Regions from separate parts of the Hordeum vulgare genome. Here region 1 is linked to region 2. A link is a contact called in public HiChIP or PLAC-seq data. All regions are on one chromosome and are shown on one strand. The core of a region is the stretch at or near the end of the contact, and the rest is flanking DNA. Distances in the headings are between cores, read along the strand shown. Region 1 holds the start of LOC123449072 (50S ribosomal protein L4, chloroplastic). Region 2 holds the start of LOC123449067.

Region 1 (2,700 bases), core at 169-2,668, 860 kb after region 2:
TCATCATTCCTACGTGTTCACCTCACAACCTGTTTGAACATGTACCACCTCACTACCTTTTTAAACATGTACTACCTCGCTACCTAAAGGATTTGAGCTACGAATTACTAGCTCACTTGCCGCATGCCCAGCACAGAAATAATCAAACAGCACTGCAAAATGTTCAAGCATAGCTATATGTACCTTGGGCAGCCTCCTCCGTGATCGCTTCCTCCTCCTCTTCCTCTTCACCGTCGTCCTCGCCATCTTCGCCCACAAATTCATCAAAACCGGTGGTACCGTACCTCGAATTGAGGTATTCAATGGCAGCCGGGGTGAAGAAATGCTTGCGTGCGTCGAGGATGTCGTACAGGTTGAGCGTCCTGGGAGTTAGCATCTTGAGGGTGCCGATGTTCCTGCCGCTCAGCCGCACATTATCATCAAGCTCCGTGGAGAAGAACATGGCCTTCTCCCTGGGGTCGAGCCCCCACCGCTGCAGCGCGGCGACGAAGTCCCTGGTCCGGGGCCCCGTCGCGAACTCCTCGTCGAACTCTTGTACGACGAAGGAGTCGTTGGCGACGGCGGCGCTGGCGAGCGCGGTGGAGATGGCGAGGCGCTTCTCCTTGCGGTTGATCTTGATGGTCCAGTCCCGGGGCTTGGGGCCGAAGATGACACCACCGCCGGGGCGTAGCGGCGTGCGGACCGACCCGCGCCGCGCCTTCCCGGTCTTCTTCTGGCCGTAGGGCTTCCTCCCGCCGCCCCTGACCTCCCCGCGGGTGAGGGTGGAGGCCGTGCCCCGCCGCGCGTTCTGGCGGTCGGTGATGAGGGCGCGGTGCACGACGGCGCGCGCGGTGGAGGGCGGCGCGGCCTTGATGTCGAGGGCGACCTCCCCGACCTTCTCCCCAGTGAAGTTGATGACCGGGAGGGTGGTGGCCTCGGCCCGCAGCGCGCGGAGGATGGAGGCGGACGGCCTCCCCCTGACGGAGGCGTGCGGGAAGGAGGAGGAGGAGGAGGGGGAGGGGAGGAAGGAGACCGAGGAGGAGGAGGAGAGGAAGGAGGAGGACGAGGCGGAGAGCGAGAGCAGGAGGGGCGAGGCCACGGAGGAGACCGGCATTGTGGCGGCTCTACTGCGCTGGGGGCGGACGGAGAAGGGGGAGGAGATGGCTCTGCCGCTGCAGCTGCTGCTTCTATCTCTTTATCCACACCACTCCCGTTCGGTTTCTGCAGAGGAGTGTCTCCGTCCGTCGCGCACTGCCTCGTGCGTCTTGACTCCGCCAAGTCAGCACTACTCACCGGTGGCTAATTTCAGGGCGCGATTTTTTTACAAATAAAACATGTGATCAATTATATGGAAAAGATGTCTTCGAGGAGGTGTATGTTTGGGAAAAGGCGTCTCCTCAACACACCTCTTCATCTTGTATATAAGTGGGTCTTCCATATTACAATGAGACTAGTCTCCCTTTGCTTTAACGTTATAGTCTCTCCGCTGAGAGATAAAGCGCCCATCAAGCGGCAGTTACCAACGCTCGCATCGGCCGGAGTCATCTTATCGCATCCGTGTCAGGCCAAGTGAGGTATCCGGTGCGGGGATCCATTTGACGTGGTTCTTCCAGAGCAAAGCAACGCTGCATGAGTTGTTCGTCGTTCAGTTACAAGACTGCAGCAAGTGATGGCGCACAACTCTAACCGGCGGCGCGGCCGCGGTGGCTGCGCACCAACCAGCGGCAGAGCAAACTCTACACGGCTACTCCCTCCGGCAACGACGCCCTTGCATAAAGCAACTTGCTTGTCTTTCTTAATTCAGAACAAATCGAATGACTAACTGTATATTATTCATTCATCTATGCATGTCTGTGTGCACTACTAAGAATAAGAATCCAGCGCAAAAGTCTGACGTTGCTCTAGAGATAAACACGAGCACACGGCCAATTTTCATACAAGACAGATCAAGGCTAGCATGTGCTGTCGGTGGACAACGTCAACACCACTACAAGATACAAGCACGCTGAATGAAAATCCATCAGCATGCATGGAGCCTTGGATTGATCATCATCTGGTTTGCATTTGCATTCATTTAATTGATGCACTGATTGCTTGGCTATGAGAATGTACTTGTTTGAAGATGAACCGACCACTGCATATTTATCTTCTATTGTTGCCGATTGTTACGGCGACCCAACAAGAGGGAGCGCTGACGCCAACAGGCGTCGTGTCCCACCCTCAACCCCCTCTCCTTTGCGCTGCAGTAGCACACATGTTGTCCCATAGCCATTGGCTGCGACGTGAGTCATCATGTGCAACACAGCGGACGTACACATGCACAGCATGGCGTCGCCTACCCATGACTGCTCGACGAGGCAGTTTGGACATGGCCTGGCTGCGACAGACTGCGGCTTGGCAGGCACCAAATGAACACTCGACCGGCTGCTTCAGCGTCCGTGAAAGGCGGAGCGGCGAGTCTACTGGTGACGCATCACCTTGGAGGCGAGGCCATCTAGCGCATCCCTCGACCGACGTGTGCGTCCCAATGCTCTGGCGCAGAAGCAGGCGCTCATGCCTGGTGGCAGCGGTTTTTCCTCCAAAGGGAATTAGTAACCGCACAAGGAGAAGAGGATTCTTATCTCTTTGGTGATCTTGCAAATTACGTCTAAGTCCATGTAATTTCCGGATCAACCCTTTGGCTTATCAAAACTTGCGGTTTAGACCTGAAGCTTATTGAAA
Region 2 (2,700 bases), core at 100-2,599:
ATAGACATGACTGATTTTGGTGCAAACAGGGAACAGCGCATATGAAACATTTAGGTAATCAGTAGCAAAAAGTTGTATTAGAACGCAAATTTTGCATACTATGATTCGATGTACACTGAGATCACAGTATAGAAAGCCTACACTCAACATCGTCGCTGGTGGATTCGGCTGAAAGCTGATCAACTATCCTCGGCACAACATCTGCTCGAGTCACTCCTCCAGCAACATCAATGTCCGCAAGAGCATCCCAATTTGGTGTGGGGATACCACCAGCAGCACTTAAACCCTGGGAGCCATTATCTGACAAAATTCGTGCGAGATAATAGTACACGTAGCGCAGGACATTTCTGTCCTCGCATTGCTGATGGAGCTGTAAATACAAAAATTAACTTGATCTAAGAGAAAAGGTAGCAGAAGTAAAACAAAAACACTGGGCTGATGTTAGTATAGACTACGATAGGTATCTAGTTTCAGTTACAACCTAGAACACATATTTAAGTATCATGCCAGAATTGCCGGGAGTGGGCTCATTTCCATTTGTACGAACTGAGGCATAGAGAGAGCTACAAAGTAAAAGATGGTATACTTACCATGAGAAGAGATGGAGCCACGGAAGGATCCACAGAATTGTACACCGCGAGCTTGGGGAACACACTGTTTACCAGCTGCCTCTGGGAACTTTTCTGTACAAGGTAGTGCAGGAGAGAGTAGCTTAAACCAACAGATCCAAGCTCACATCACGCAATTCGATCCAACCGAAGCAGCACAACGAACCTGGTCGCACGTCGCGGCAAGCTCGTGGATGCTCCGCGCCAGCTGCGAGTACGAGACGGGCTGCAGAGAAACAGAGAATTCAGCATGAGACCGGAATCAGAGTGCATAGAGCGTAGAAATGAGGGGGCAGCGGCGTAGGAGACGAGCCTTCTTCTTCCGGTTGCGCTGGGGGAGGGCCTTGACGGGGTTGAACGCCTTGGCTGCTGAGATGGTATCGCTCTGGATCTGCATCAGCGTCGCCCTCTTCGACTTGCGATCCGCTGGCGCCGGCGCCGGCGGCGGGGCAGGCCTCCCAAGCGAGCCGCCGCCGCCCGTGGACGGCTGCTGCGACGACGCCCCGGCGGCTGGGGCGGCCGACGGATCCGAGGTGATGAGATCCATCAGCGTCGTCCCGGACGAGTCATGGCCGGAAGACATGGCCGCGGGCGTGGCGGGCTCGCGGCTGTGCTAGTGAGATCTCCGGCGAGCACTGCGGTAGGGGTGGGGAGCAATTGGAACGGTGAAGTGCTGCGGAGAGGTGGCTGGATCGCTGGATCCAACCGCCAATTTGGATTTGGTGGGTGCTGTGTGCTGGTGTAGCTGGCTGAGCAGGTCCGACCGGGCTGTTAATCATAATAGATTATGATAATATGAATCATGGAGATAGATTGTATAATTTGATTTATAAAAATAATTTAGATGAACATGTTTAGAAATCAGATTATATAAACTGTAATTCAGGTTTTACATTGTATAATGACATGTCTACCTTTTTTTTTTAAAGGAGGGTGTTGGTGGCAGGAATTTTATTATCTTCAATTTTATAAGGGTAATGGATAGTTAGGAATTCATAATCTGATTTTAACTGGAGTAGAGTAGATTGTGAGTTTTTAATAATATGTCCATCTAGTTTTTATAATTTATACCATAATTTGTCCTGTTTGAAAACAAAATAGATTATAAAAACTAGATTATATAATCTGAGTGGTTCCAAACATGGCCTAAATCCAACCTTTCAAACATCCGTTAATACACCCGACAATGACCGGTCAACACTTAAATAATACATTTTACAATTGCATACCTCAAATTCATACTATTACATGTAACAATAAACATAACAGTAAGCGGAGCTCGTCCGGTTCCGGCGTGCTCATATCCAGCGGCCGGGTGCGCACCTCATACTATTAGTTCAGTCATCGGCGAGGTAGAGTAGGACATGGGACATTAGATGGCTCATGGGAGTTGAGCTCCCGCCATCTCTCATGCCTTGCTCTTCCTCGCCGGAGTCCGCAACCTGAAGGGTGCTGGTCGACGTGAGATCGATGATGGATCCCTCCTGAGAGGAGCCGACGTCCATCATGACGCGGTTGTGCCGCCCGCACTGGTTCACCATACGGGGCGCTGGCGGATGCGACTCTGTCTCGCCAACGTCCACCACCGCGAGGGCTGGTGTCACCTCCCACGCCCGCCGCCTCGCACGAAGGGCACGCCACGCCATGTTTGCGTCGGAGTACGCACCAGCTCGACGCGCCAATAGTGGGGGTGCGCGCCCGTCATCGCGTTCATACGCCAGATGGACCACACCACCTACAATGAGGCCTCGAGAGTGGATACATGCATCGGTGGGGCGAACACAATGGATTCCCGACAAAATGAGTCTGAGCGTTGTCGTCGGGCGCCCACCTCCCGGGAGCAGACCTCCCATATCCGCCTCATATTTGGGATGGATACGAGGGGTGCCAGTCAGCCCGGGTGTTTGAGGTCGGTTTGAGGCGTCCATCTGGATCATGTTTTTGTGATCGTCACTCATTGAGCCGTCCGCCCGGGTGTTTGCGGCGGGTTTGGGGTGTAGGGGTAAGCGACACAAACAAAAATATCCGGTACTGTGAGCACACCGAGGATCACTATGGAGATGCACACGAGGTTTTTTATCTCATCATTACC

The links. HiChIP or PLAC-seq counts read pairs in DNA pulled down with a chosen protein or histone mark.
Region 1: a contact with region 2 is called in an H3K4me3 HiChIP or PLAC-seq map of embryo, with 7 times the contacts expected there. The contact joins the promoter of LOC123449072 here to the promoter of LOC123449067 in region 2. A contact is called at or near these places in 1 of 6 Hi-C or Micro-C datasets (seedling) and 1 of 1 datasets of contacts at active chromatin or transcription factors (embryo).

Annotation. Positions count from the first base shown.
Region 1 is chr4H:485,475,822-485,478,521 of MorexV3_pseudomolecules_assembly, forward strand. LOC123449072 (50S ribosomal protein L4, chloroplastic) reads right to left here and starts at 1,419. Exons shown (of 2, transcript XM_045126155.1): 1 at 184-1,419. The coding sequence starts at 1,093.
Region 2 is chr4H:484,615,792-484,618,491 of MorexV3_pseudomolecules_assembly, forward strand. It overlaps LOC123449067, which reads right to left and starts at 1,350. Exons shown (of 25, transcript XM_045126151.1): 1 at 922-1,350; 2 at 775-834; 3 at 591-683; 4 at 142-370. The coding sequence starts at 1,191.